2 separate regions of the Nomascus leucogenys genome follow, and region 1 is linked to region 2. Evidence: chromatin contacts called from public Hi-C data. All regions are on one chromosome and are shown on one strand. Each heading gives the region's core, a stretch centred on a gene start, on an enhancer-like site or on the middle of the called end of the contact. The rest is flanking DNA. Distances are from core to core; before and after follow the strand shown.

The links. A called contact is a pair of places that touch in the nucleus more often than the background predicts.
Region 1: a Hi-C map of a lymphoblastoid cell line shows a contact between it and region 2, with 5 times the contacts expected there. The contact joins the promoter of TMED4 here to the promoter of LOC100593228 in region 2. A contact is called at or near these places in 2 of 4 Hi-C or Micro-C datasets (a lymphoblastoid cell line and an unstated tissue).

What each region holds. Positions count from the first base shown.
Region 1 is chr17:60,868,011-60,875,512 of Asia_NLE_v1, reverse strand. TMED4 (transmembrane emp24 domain-containing protein 4) reads right to left here and starts at 3,257. Exons shown (of 6, transcript XM_030795689.1): 1 at 2,834-3,257; 2 at 1,522-1,701; 3 at 775-875; 4 at 501-626; 5 at 145-291. The coding sequence starts at 858.
Region 2 is chr17:60,606,669-60,613,908 of Asia_NLE_v1, reverse strand. It overlaps LOC100593228 (histone H2A.V), which reads right to left and starts at 3,090. Exons shown (of 5, transcript XM_012496760.2): 1 at 2,939-3,090. The coding sequence starts at 2,941.

The DNA.
Region 1 (7,502 bases), core at 2,008-4,507, 260 kb before region 2:
CTCAAAAACAAACAAACAACCTATCTAAACCAATACCTTTCATTCCATTCTCTGCAGAGCTGATCTCCCAAGCAGAAACTTGAGTAGGTATAGTGGGTATAAAGGTCAACTGCCCTCTCCAATTACAAGGAGATATGCACTTACCCTTTGGTAATCCTGCTCCTTCTGAATCTGTTCCACCTGATCAAGCAACTGGCGGGCGCGGAGCTGTAGCTCCGTCAGCTTATCTTTTGCAGCAATCTCAGGGTAGTTATTGGCATGCTCCCCAACCTGGATGTCGAGATGCACACGCTGCAAGGAAACATGGAATGTATGAGTGGTGGGGTCTCCAGTTGTCTGTTCCAGGGTATGGAACCCACTATTGTTCCTGGCTGTGGAGCAGAAGGCAACATCTGTCTCCCCAATTCTGACTGTGCTACAAAGTTTCACAATGATGATAAATCAAAATTTGGAAACAAGTAAGAGATTCTAAGCTGACGCCAAAGAGAAAATCCTTTTACCAGTTTGCCACCAGCGAAGAGCGCCATCCTGGTAGAGTTGGAGTGCAGACAGATTTGATGGTCACCGGGCGTGTGGGAGGTGAACGTGAAGCGGCCCTCCGAGCCGTACTGCCGGGACAGCACCACCTGCAACATATATGAGTGCAGGCCCCACCTTTATACCGCAGCCTCTCCAAGTGCAAGCTCCTGTCCCTTGAGGCCTCCACCAGGCAGTGCTTTACACCCCACGGGAGCTCCACTGAAGAACGGCTGCGTGGGCCAATGCCAGCCTTACCTTGCCGTCGGGGTCCTTCACTTCCACGTGCATGCCCAGGCCAGGGGTCGAGGGCAGGAAGACCTCCTTCTGCTTATCCCACATCTGGGTACGATAGTTGCCTGCGGGGCAGACACATAGTCACGACCGGCCATAGTGGGCCGCCTCTCCGCCCGGCCCCCTCCGACGTGCGGCCCGGAGCTCTAGGCAGGGGGCCTGGCGTCCTCGGGGCACCCTCAGGCTAGGTACTGGGGGGGCCAGCGATCCGGCTGGGCTCGGGAGGAGGGAGCGCCGCCGAGGGTTGAGCTGGGTACAAAGGGCCTCCCCACCCTCAGCCCGCCTGACCGATGACCATGGTCTCGTCGGGGATTTCCTCGATGAAACAGCGCTTCTCAGTCTCGCCGATGTGGAAGTAGAGCCCCCGGGCGCCTGTGGCGCACAGCGCGAGAAGCAGCAGTGCCTGCCGCCCCATCGCCCGCAGAGGCCCAGCCCGGACACCTGCCATCGCGCCTCACCCCCTAGGCGCCTGCGCACATCTGCGCATCGCTCTGCGCCTGCGCGCCACCCTAGCGACCCTGAGAGTTAGGGGAAGAGGACGCCTGCGCAGTGATATGCACTCGCGGTCTCCTGCAACCCCATCCGTACCGAACACTGCCGCGCCCCGCCCCCTCACACAGCCCGGCGCCCGCCAACCCCCGCAACGAGGGCAGAGGGCGCATGCGCAGTGACGTCCGCCCTTAATTTCTCACCCCTTACACCACAGCTTACCTCCGATATCTCGCAGGGGAGGCGCGCCTGCGCGGTCACGCCCGCCCTAGGCCCCAGTTAGCGATTTGGGTCTCGGAGCACCAAGGAGACGGTGGACGGAATCTGGCCAGGCTTGGAGGCTACGATGGCCTGAAGCGTGCCTTTTGGGTTCTCAGCTCGGTCTCACGAGTGTTTTCTGTGCTAAATACAAAAATCCCTGTGATGTTTTTCTTTGCGTGTCCACCTATCTGACTCGTAAGAACCGAGGCTGAATCCAGACCCACACTCTGTCACGTCGGGAGAGCCTGCCGCGGCGACCCTCTGCGAGCGGACATTTCTTCGGTGGGGACCAAAAGCCCAGTGCTGCCATAGTTTCGGATCATTCTTTTAAGAAGCTGGGGCCCGGCGCGGTGGCTGGCACGTGTAATCCCAGCACTCTGGGAGGCTGAGGCGGACGGATCCCTTGAGCCCAGGAGTTCGAGACCAGCCTGGGCAACATGGTGAAACCCCCGTCTCTACAAAAAATTAACCGGTGTGGTGGTGTGCGCATGTAGTCTCAGCTACTTGGGAGGCTGAGGCAGGAGAATCGCTTGAACCCAGGAGGTCGAGGATGCATTAAGCAGTGATCGGCTCCAGCCTGGGCGACCGAGGGTGATACCTTCTCTTTAAAAAAAACTTGGAATAGGCCGGGCGCGGTGGCTCACGCTTGTAATCCCAGCACTTTGGGAGGCCGAGGCGGGCGGATCACGAGGTCAGGAGATCGAGACCACGGTGAAACCCCGTCTCTACTAAAAATACAAAAAATTAGCCGGGCGTGGTGGCGGGCGCCTGTAGTCCCAGCTACTCGGAGATGCTGAGGCAGGAGAATGGCGTGAACCCGGGAGGCGGGGAGCTTGCAGTGAGCCGAGATCGCGCCACTGCACTCCAGCCTGGGTGAAAGAGCGAGACTCCCTCTCAAAACAAACAAACAAACAAACAAAAAAACTTGGAATAAGTAGGGTCATGGAGCTTGTTTACATCCCCTAGTTACAGCACACCCTTCTGAAAGTGAAAAACAAACTAGAATGTTACTTAGTGGGCATGGAATCAAAGCAACGGAAGGTTGAAACTTTGTTTTTATCAAGGCCGGGCGGGCGCCGTGGCTCACGCCTGTAATGCCAGCACTTTGGGCGGCCAAGGCTGGTGGATCATCTGAGGTTAGGAATTCGAGACCAGCTGGGCCAACAAGGTGAAACCCCCGTCTCTACTAAAAGTATACTTTATCAACAGAATTTTGAAACTTTTATATAAGTAGAACAATTACAATGAACTTTCATAAAGGACTTGAGCATACCTGGATTTTGGTATCCGTGAGGGTCCAGGAATTTTCCCCCTCGGATAATAACGGAGGACTGTACTCATCATCCAACTTCAACAACAGTTTGCTGCCTTTCTCATTTCATGTATCCCTTTCTGCATTTTTTTTGAAGTGCTGTATATTAAAGCAAATCCTGGACATCATGTCATTTCACCTATAAATACGTCAGTGTGTGTCTCTAACAGATAAGGACTTTATACTATTATCACACCCACCAATATTTGAAAAATTATTTAACATCACTTAATACCTAGTATGTGTTTAATTTTCCCCATTGCCTTAAAAAATTTTGTACATTAGATTGTTTAATTAGGGTCCAAACAAGGTTTACTTACTGCATTTCATAGAAATATATGTCTCTTATATAACAATTCTGGCTGGGCACAGTGGCTCATGCCTGTAATCCCAGCACTTTGGGAGGCTGAGGTGGAAGGATCACTTGAGGTCAGGAGTTTGAGACCAGCCTGGCCAACATGGTGAAACCCTGTCTCTACTAAAAATACAAAAATTAGCCAGGTGTGGTGGTGCACACCTGTAATCCCAGCTACTTGTGAAGCTGAGGCAGGAGAATTGCTAGAATCAGCGAGGTGGAGGTTGCAGTGGGCTGAGATGGTGTCACTGCACTCCAGCCTGGGCAACAGAGTGAGATTCTATCTCAAAACAAACAAAAACAGGGCCAGGCACAGTGGCTCACACTTGTAATCCCAGCACTTTGGGAGGCCAAGGTGGGCAGATCACGAGGTCAGGAGTTCGAGACCAGCCTGGCCAATATGGTGAAACCCTATCTCTACTAAAAATACAAAAATTAGCTGGGTGTGGTGGTGCTCACCTGTAGTCCCAGCTACTTGGGAGGCTGAGGCAGAAGAATCGCTTGAACCCAGGAGGCAGAGGTTGCAGTGAGCCAAGATCGTGCCACTGCACTCCAGCCTGGGTGAGAGAGAGACTCCGTGTCCCAAAAAAAAAAACCATATAACAACATACACATATATAAAATTTCCCCTTTTTGTTGTTATTCATGGCATTTACTTATTGAAGAAACTGGGTCATTTGACCAATGGAATTTTCCACTTTCTGGGTTTTGCTGAATGTATCTTCAGGTGTCATTTAACGTTTTTTTGTCCCTGGTATGTCCTGTAATCACAGTTAATTCTAGAGTCAGGGGAGATTTACAGTGAAACTAATGAAGCTTAATCTTCAGGCCCTCCCTTGCATAGACCCCTGTACCTAATTTCACATTTATAATTTTGTATCTTCTTCTTAAAGAGGACTGTGAAATTTGTATAGTTTAAGGCCCCACAAAGCTTGGATTTACCCCTGGCTAGAGGCTTCGTTAGGTTTAGGTGTAATGTTGAGGTTTGGGTTTTTTTTGTTTTGTTTTGTTTGCAGTAACACTTCATGGCTGGCACTATGTACTTCCATTGAGGCACAAGGCGGGTTTGTCTCTTAGTAATATTGTAATTCATCTTTCAATTTGGGGGTTGTCATCCTGATTATCCATGAAGTTTACCATCAGCCTTTCTTCTAACCGTCTAGCAAACGTTGCTGATCATTAGACCCTGGTTCTCAACAAGGGTTGATTCTGCCCTGTCCTACCAAGGGGAAATTTGACAATGTCTGGAGATATTCTGGATTGTTGCAACTGGGTGGGGGGTGGCGGGTGGTACTGCTGTTATCTAGAAAATGAACGCAAGGAATGCTGCTATCTAGAAAATGAACGCAAGGAATACTGCTAAACATTGTATAATTCACAGAGCACACCTCCCCCCTACAGCAAAGAATTATCCAGCTCAAAATGTCAGTAGTACCCAGGTTGAGAAACCCTAGTATAGATTTATGATGTTCCTTAGGTGTGCAAAGTGGTGATTTGAAATGCTCTCATTTCTCCTGCATTTATAAGATGAGATTCTTCTACAAAGGTGAGCATTCCCTCATCTCTCTGGTTACTTTGAAATACAATCCATTCGGGATAGCCAGGATGTATGCTTGATGCTTTCCCGGGCACAGTGGCTCTGCCTATAATCCCAGCGCTTTGGGAGGCCAAGACAGGAGGACTGCTTGAGCCCAGGAAATGGCAAGATCTTTACAAAATATGTAAAAATTAGACGGGCATGGTGACGCATGCCTGTAATTCCAGCTACTTAGGAGGCTGAGGCAGGGAAATGGCTGGAGCCCAGGAGGTTGAGGATACAGTGAGCCGTGATGGGGCCACAGCACTCTAGCATGGGTGACTGAGTGAGACCTTGTCTCAAATAATAGTAATAATAATAAAGATGGATGGATGGATGCCCCAGCAACCTCTAACTGTGACCAATTTGGGTTCTTTGGGGAGAAGGGGCAGTGCTACCATGAACTGATGGATGTTTAGATATTTGATGTGCTTTAATCCATTACAGTCATTGTCCTTTTTTAAATGTTCAGATTGTCTCATCAAATATTTAGTTACTCCTGTGTCCTTCTGGCACAATCCTAGTAATCCACAATCCTAGTAGTCTTTAGGTCAAGCTTGTCCAACCTGTGGCCCATGCAGCCCAACATAAATCCATAAACTTTCTAAAAAATTATGAGATTTTTTTTTTTTAGCTCATCGGCTATTGTTAGTGTATTTTATGTGTGGCCCAAGACAATTCTTCTTCCAGTGTGGCCCAGGAAAGCCAAAAGATTGGACACCCTGGACTTCCTTGCTTTCCGTTTTATACATTTACTGCCCTAGAAACAAAATCAACCATTTCTCCAAGGAATCCTAATTCACTTTAGTGAGAAATGGTATTTGTATTGGCAAACTTATTTTCTTTCTTTTTTTTTTTTTAAGGAGGATCCTGAAATTTGTCTTAACTGAGAGATAATATTAAAGAGATTGTATTCTCCACTGTAGAAAATTTAACTTAGGAGGTCAGGCACTGTGGCTCATGCCTGTAATCTCAGCATTTGGGAGGCCAAGGCAGGAAGATCGCTTGAGTCCAGAAGTTCAAGACCAGTCTGGGCTACATGGTGACACCCTGTCTCTACCAAAAAAAAAAAATTAGCTGGGCATGGTGGCATGGGCCTGTAGTCCCAACTACTCAGGAGGCTGAGGTAGGAGGATTGGTTGACCCCCAGGAGGTTGAGGCTGCAGTGAGCTGTGATGGTGCTACTGCACTCCAGCCTGGGCAACAGAGTGAGACCCCATCTCCAAAAAAGAAAAAAAACTTAACTTAGGGAGTCTAATTCCCCAGATGAGAGATTTTTCTGCTCAGAAGCCATGAGGCAATTTCTGCCAATGTTTGTCTAGGCTCTTTGTCTAGACCAGCCACCCCTTCCTTCATTTGTTCAACCAGTATGTGCTGTGCAGCCATTTGTGCCAGCTGCTGTTCTAATGGGAAAACATAGGTGACCAAAACAAAAATCCTTGTCTAGGCCAGGTGCAGTGGCTCACGCCTGTAATTCCAGCACTTTGGGTGGATCATCTGAACTCAAAAGTCCGAGACCAGCCTGGACAACATGGCGAAACCCTGTCTCTACCAAAAATACAAAAAATTAGCCAGGCATGGTGGCAAACACCTGTAGTCCCAGCTTCTCTGGAGGCTGAGGTGGGAGGATCACTTGAGCCTGGGAGGCAGAGGTTGCAGTGAACCGAGATTGTGCCACTGTACTCTAGGCCTGGGTGACAGTGAGGCCCTGTCACAAAAAACAGCAACAACAACAACAACAACAAAAATCCTTGTCTCCATGGCTTTATCTTGTCGTCTGCCAAACAAGATAAATAAAGAAATATAGAGCATGTCAGATGGAGATAAGTATCAAGAATAAAAATAAGGCAGGGAAGAAGAAAGTATAGTGGACTTAGGCCAGGCGCGGTGGCTCACGCCTGTAATCCCAACACTTTGGGAGGCCGAGGCAGGGGGATCAGAGGTCAGGAGATCGAGACCATCCTAGCTAACATGGTGAAACCCCGTCTCTACTAAAAAAAATACAAAAAAATTAGCTGGACATGGTGGCAGGTGTCTGTAGTCCCAGCTACTCGGGAGGCTGAGGCAGGAGAATGGCATGAACCCGGGAGGTGGGCTTGCAGTGAGCCGAGATCGCGCCACTGTGCTCCAGCCTGGGGGACAGAGCAAGACTCCATCTCAAAAAAAAAAAAAAAAAAAAAGTATAGTGGACTTAATGGTGGACCAGAAGATATGTCCATGTTTGAATCACTGGAACCTGTGAATGTGACCTTATGTGGAAAAAAAGTCTCTGCAGATGTAATTCAGGATTTTGAGACTTAATAATCCTGGATTAACCAGGTGGGCCCTAAATCCAATGACAGGTGTCCTTATAAGAGATAAGAAATACCTCACCTAATAATGGCTACTATTAGAACAACAAAAACAGAAAATAAATGGTAAAAGAGTGTTAAATAATTAAAAGTAGAACAATCATATAATCCAGCAGTCCCACCTGTAAGTATTTATCCAAAGGAAGTAAAGTCAGGATCTGAAAAAGATACCTACATTCCCATTTTCATAGCAGCATTATTCACAATAGCCAAGAGGTGGAAGCAATGTAAATATATACATTGTACCTACCGCAAAATGTGGTATATATATACAATGGAGTATTATCAAGCCATAAAAAGGGATGAAATTCTGATCCATGCTACAACATGGATGAAACTTAACATTAT
Region 2 (7,240 bases), core at 1,841-4,340:
ATAGATTTCTTTACTGTTAAAAAAAAGAAATCAGTTTACAAGATTGGCTGTTTGAGGGGCTATTCTTTCAGAACAGATGGTAAGCTTTGAAATGTCATATCCCCTTTGTAGCTAACCCTTTCCTTAAAAATTTTTTAAAGCTAAAAATTACCCCTGTATACTTCCTCTAATTGCACGTCTAAATGGATTAAGTGCGTGTCACCCAAGATAATATGGAAGAAAAACAGTAAAACCCTGGCAGGTATTAGAAACAGGAAAAATAAAAATCTAAGAACTAATTCAAATTCACTCTCTTACATTAGGCAATTCAACAAGAGACTGATTTAAGTTTACCAGTAAGAACTGAGACGCTATCGATTTCTACCAGAATGCCTCATATATTTTAATAATTTTTGACTATGTTGTTATATAAGAAAAATACAATTTTTGGATTTTTGAGGTCAGCTCCACTAACAAGACAGTCTTACTTCTCAAATAAAAAACCCTTTTTTATCTCTATTTGCCCTAATATATAACACTTAAAAACCTCTCCAACTGGCATCTAAAATTATAATCACTGTCTTCCTATGGCTGGATTGGAAAAAATAAGAACTAGTCACTAATGAAAAGCCAACAACTACAAAATTCCCCAGGTCATATAATAACTACTCTGCTTAAGCAATTTTATCCTCACTGTTTCAGATATGTCATATCTGCTGTTCTATTTGTTTTTTAAGGAAGTAGACATACAGTCAGGTTTTAAAAGCCTCAATCAATTAAATGACTATTTCCAACATCTAGAGACTCCTGATACATTTCTCATACTTAACAAAAGAAAACTTTTATGGTATCAAACTTATCTGAATATAAAATTATACAGTAAGTGGATAATTACTTTCTTTCCGATATCCCTACTTTGAACATTCATTTTAATATAATTGGTGCTTGAGAAACCAAATCTAAATTTTTTTATTCCAAGAATTGACTTCGTATTAACCTGAGTTAAGGTTGTTGGTTTTAAAAAATTACACACACACACACACACACACACACACACACACACACACACAGAGAGACAGAGAGAGAGAGAAGGAAGAGGGAGTTCATTTTACTTGGATAAACTTGCAAACTGGGTACTAAGACACTTTCATGTCAGTTTTAACAGACATCTACTTACTTTCCTCTCAGGTTTAAAATCTATCAAGAACGACAACTCAATGTCTCCTGCATTTTTAGCTTATGTTAATACGTATTTTTAGCTACTGGTAAGTGGATATAAAATATATAGCGTATTACTAGAGACTGAAAAATATCTAAAAAACTAGAATTGGCCGTGCGCGGTGGCTCACGCCTGTAATCCCAGCACTTTGTCAGGCCGAGGCGGGAGGATCACTAGGTCAAGAGATCGAGACCATCCTGGCCAACATGGTGAAACCCAATCTCTACTAAAAATACAAAAAATTAGCTGGGCGTGGTGGCGCACGCCTGTAGCTACTACTCGGGAGGCTCAGGCAGGAGCATCGATTGAACCCGGGAGGCGGAGGTTGCAGTGAGCCGAGATCGCGCCATTGCACTCCAGCCTGGCGACAGAGTGAGACTCCGTTTCAAAAAAAACAACAAAAAACCAAAAAAAAAAACCAACCCAAAAAACAACAAAAAACTAATCACGAAAATCATCTGTTTGAGCAAATCCTTTTACAGATTAGATGTACGCTGTACCTCAGTTTGTTAAAGTACTATAAAGTACTTTACAATAACAATAAACCATACGTTAGACGTTGGAAGCAATTATCCCTAAAGTCTATTCCAGCTCTAAGATTTGGGTATTTTACAATAACAATAAACTATACGTTAGACGTTGGAAGCAATTATCCCTAAAGTCTATTCCAGCTCTAAGATTTGGGTATTTTACAATAACCAAACATTCTGTCCTCTCGACTGGCCAATCTGTTTATAGTTAGGTGTTATGTCTATTAAATACCATATCTGTCACATTAAGTACAAGACAAATCATCTAATACTATCTGCAGTATGATAAATGACAGCCTGGTGCTAACTTTTAAGCAGGTAGCTCCCGTTGAAGTAACCTTTCAACAGAATGCTTAAAGCACGAATACCGGCAAAAATAAGATTCCATAACAGTCTTATTATTTTTACACAATCTTTGATGCAACTCAGAGCGTATCCTTTAGTACTTTCTCTTTTCCCTCAACTTTAAAATGGGGCTGAAGTTCTATTCACTTCCATTTTTTTAAAGCCACACTTTTCTTACCTATATCTGAATTTCAGAATGAAAAGATGAATACTTTAAGACTGAAAATCCATAGCAAGGGCAAAGGAAAGTACTGTTGTATAATGAAAACCGCAAACTGCAAGGGGCTCAGAAGATAACGGGCGTTCATTTCTAACCTGTGCAATCACCTAGAACAAATCGTGTGGTTCTGGTCTATAAAACCATTCTTTGTCGCTCAAAAGACCACAAATACAAGCACCCTTTCGCAGAAACCATCAAATTGACTGCCAGGGAGATTACGTAACGAAACATCGCCAAAGACTTATCTAACTTGTACAGCGGCAGCCTGTTTGACCTCATTCACACAGAAGAGCGATCACATTAAGATCCAGCACTTGTTTCTACATTTCCAAGCCGGATTCTGCCGTCCTCCTCCTTCTAAGACGGGCGGTGCAGCGTCACCAGCGTCGGGACAGATCTGTCCGGCTCGGAACAGACTTCGCGCTCTACCCGGCCAGGCCCAGCTCTCACCCGGGGACGCGTGTCGGGCAACGCAGCCGGGACATGGCGCCCCCCGGCGGGCGGCGAGGGGCTCGGCCGGACGAAGCCCTGACACCAGCAAACTCCCGACTCCACAGGTAGCGGCGCCGACGCCAGGGCCTCCGCGCTGTGCTCCCCCAGCCCTGCCCCAGGCCCCGTGCCCCCGGCCCACCCGGCCACCCTTACCATGTTCTCGGCGCCGACTCTGCCTCCGCTCGGCCGCGCGCCCTCCCGCTGCCGACCAGCGCCGCCGCCGCCGCTCTCGCAGCACCGACCGCCGCCGCCGGAGCCGGACAATACCCCGTACCCGCCTCGCGCTGCTGTGGCCAATGCCCGCTTGTCTTGCTGGTTCGAACCCCAGCGGCTGTTCAATCGCGCGCCTCCTTCTAGCCAGACCCCGCCCCCCCGGCACCGCCTTCTTAACGGCTGTTTGTTTTTGCACACGGCACGCGGAGGCGGGGCCTCCAGCCCCAATAGTGACGCGCTCTCCGCCTTTAACCAGGCGCCCAAGCCTGACGAACAGAAAAGCAAACCAATGAGATTGGACGCCTCACAGCCGAAAGCCAATAAAAATATCGCCCGCGAGCACGGGAGGCGGGCCACTGGGAAGGACAGCAAAATTAGCTAATGAGGCGAAGCGATTGCAAGCGGTGTGGCTTTCCCGCCCATTCGCGGCGTTGGTTTTCCCGCTTCTGAGACTTGTTTGGGGAGGTAAAGACTGTTGGACGTGCTTCTCCTGGTGGATTTTCACAAAGACTGTGAGGATTTATTCGTCATAGAACGTGTGGATGAGGAGGGCGCTGGGTTTCAAGGTTAGGCAGCCCTCATGCTCAGCCGTATTCTGGCGGACTGACTACCCTGACGTCCTCTCAGCGCGGACCCTGGCAAGGTCCGCGGCAGGCTGAGGCGGGAGAATCGCTTGAACCCGGGAGGCGGAGGTTGCAGTGAGCCGAGATCGCGCCACTGCACTCCAGCTGGGCGACACATCGTCTCAAAACAAACAAACAAAAACATAAGCTATCAATTGGCTACATATTGTTATTTGTATGACAAATTCTTTTTTCGTTTTTTAGAGACGGAGTCCTGGGACTACAGGCGCGCGCCCCAATGCCCAGCTAACTTTGTATTTTTAATAGAGACGGGGGTTTCTCCGTGTTGCTGAGGCTGGTCTCGAACTCCTGACCTCAGGTGATCTGCCCGCCTCTGCTTCCCAAAGTACTGGGATTACAGGCGTGAGCCACCGCGCCCGGCGTGTATTACAAATTCTAAGAACACGAAGATAATGGGGCCGGCTTGGTGGCGCGGACCTGTATCCTCAGCTACTGTCAAGACTGAGACAGGAGGATCTCTTGAGCCCAGGAGGTCGAGGCTGCAGTGAGTCATGATCGCACCACTGCACTCCAGCTTGGGAGACAGACTGTACCCTGTCAAAAAAAAAAAAAAAAAAAAAAAGGTAATGGATGAGGCCGATAGGAATGAAATGACTTTAAACAATTGGGTATGCATGGGATTGGGTATGTGTGTATGTGGGGTCAGGGGGTGGGCATAACCGAAGACCCATGCTCATGTCCCTCTAGGCCTAATACATTTTGCAGACCTCACAGAGCTCAGACTGTTGTGAGCTGTTTTTCTTTTCTCAGCTTCTTAAGTGTGTTTATTTTGCTTACATCATTAGGTTAAAATTTGGAGGGTAACTCCCAGCTAGAAAGGAAGAAGAGCTCTAAAGTGGAATCGCCTTCCCCCGGAAGCTGTTGTAAAAATTAAAGGATGTATGTGAGTGCACAGGCTCTCCAACGATCGTTTTTCTTCCGCAGTGTTTCCACAATTTATTATGTGTTTACTTTTGGAGATGAAGTCTCGCTCTGTTGCCCAGGCTGGATGGAGTGCAGTGGTGTGATCTGGGCTCACTGCAACCTCTGCCTGCTGAGTTCAAGCGATTCTCCTGCCTCAGCCTCCTGGGTAGCTGGGACTACAGGCTCCCGCCACCATCCCCCGCTAATTTTTGTATTTTTAGTAGAAATGGGGTTTCACCATGTTGGCCAGGCTGGTCTTGAACCCCTGACCTCAAGTGATCCTCTTGCCTCAGCCTCCTAAAGTGCTGGGATTACAGGTGTGAGCCACCGCGCCTGGCCTGTTTCCACAAATAAAAAAGGCCCATCACCCTATCATGATGATCTCTATTACAGTCTGGACAACATGAGCTTTCTGGGAAAGCCAGCTTCATTTCATAACTGAAGAAATGGGCTTAGGTGAACTTAGTCATTTGCCTGAGACCGCATAGCCTGTAGATAACCAAGATACCAGCTCACATTTGTTCCAACTCATTCCAGCTTTAAATTCTTTCATTCTTTTCACAGTATGATGCATTGACTGTGCTAGAATGTGTTCTTGGTGCTGGTGAGTTAATAGTGAAAAAAACAAGTTTCTGCCTTAGTGGAGATTCTGTTCTCATAGGATTTTCTCAGGCTGACGCTTTAGAAATTTATATCCAGGCTGATGATAGCTGTTCCAAAGTTTGAATCAGGAGAAGCAACTTTGGGGAAGTGAGTCTTTAAAAAAAGGTAACTTAAATTCAAGAAGAGGAAGAGGGTGAGCTTCTAAGTAAGAATTTGGAAAAATACGGATGAAGGTACAGACAAGTGTGAGGAAGGGTGTCCAGTGAAATAGGAAGGAATGGAGCAATGTGCTCAGATTAATAGAAGCCTCAAAGCTAGGTAGAAGAGTGGAGTTACTTCAGTAGCAATAGCCATTGTTAATTCCTGCTCCTCTGTGTTTCTGGCCTCAGTGGATGGCATTACCAATCTACTAAGGCATAAGCCTGTGAGTTATTCTTTAACAAATCACTGAGTGCCTACTGTTTGCAGGCACCGTGCTAGGTACTGAGGATTTGGTGATTAGCAAAATAGACATTGTCCTTGCCCTCATGGTCCTCTGCAGCGGGAGTCAGATGTTAAATAAATAAATACCATATGTGAACTATAATAAGTTCAAGTGTGCTGAAGGAAAAGAACAGGGTGCTTTAAGAGAGAAACAGGGAATGTAGTTTAGTTGGTGTGGGTGGTGTTCCACAAAGAAAGAGCATGCAGGCTGGGCGCGGTGGCTCACGCCTGTAATCCCAGCAATTTGGGAGGCCAAGGTGGGTGGATCACCTGAGGTCAGGAGTTCGAGACCAGCCTGGCCAACATGGCAAAACCCTGTCTCTACTAAAAATGCAAAAATTAGCCAGGCGTGGTGGCGCATGCCTGTAATTCCCAGCTACTCAGGAGGCTGACGCAGGAAAATCACCGAGTCCAGGAGAGCCTGGGAAGCGGGGGCTGCAGGGGCTGCAGTGAGCTAAGATCGCGCCACTGCACTTCAGCCTAGGCGACAGAGCAAGACTTCACTCCATCTCAAGAAAAAAAAAAAAAAAAGACTTGCCCTTGTGAAGGGACTGAAAGAAGTGTCCAATAATATATGAGAAAGCACCTAGCACTGTACCTAGCACCTAATATCCAATAAATGTTAACTTCCTTCCTTAACAGGAAAATCATTTTCTCACCACTCTCTACCCCTCAGCCTTCATATCATTGATTCAGATTTTGATGAAAGTGGAGTTAGGTTGAAAAAAACTGGTTCTCATCGTAGATAATAGTAATCCTTTTACTGATTTATATATCATCACTGTAAGTTATGTATCATCACTGTAAACACAGATGCCAGAAAAAAGCCTGCCTACTAACAGTTTTATAAACCAAGTGTGTTAGTAAAATCTAGTTTCTAGTGAACTAGGGTTACAAAAGCAAAGATGAGCTCATGAAGAACACCAGTCTAACCAGAAAATGTTATGTATTAGCATCTATAAATGATAAACTACAAACATTGACAAATTATTCAACTTTGGGCTGGGGATGGTGGCTCATGCCTGTAATCCTAAAGCTTTGGGAGGCCAAGGAATGAGTCACCAGGGCAGGAGTTTGAGACCAGCCTGGGCAACATGGCAAGACTCCACTTCTACAAAAATTAAAAGAAAAAAATTAGCTGAGTGTGTAGTGCATGGCTTTGATCCCAGCTACTTGAGAGGCTGAGGTGGGCAGAGAACTTGAGCCCAGAGTTCAAGGCTGCAGTGAGCTATATATGATCATGTCACTGCTCACCAGCCAGGCAACAGAACCAGACTGTATCTCTAAAAAAAAAAAATTATTCAATGTTGCTGGATTTAACCCAGTAATATATAGTATAATTGTTCTCAAAGTGTGATCCTTAGACCACCAGCATCAGCATCACTTGGAACTTGTTAGAAATGCATTCTCACCACCACCCCAGACCTGCTGAATCTGACACTGAGGGTGGGACCTACAAGTGCTCCAGGGGATTCTGGTGCACACTGAAATTTTAGAACCACTGGTATAGTATATGCTGCAGTGCACAGTCCAGAGCCCACGTATTCCTTATAAAACAAGCACTTGGCCAGGTGTGGTAGCTCATCCCTGTAATCCCAGCACTTTGGGA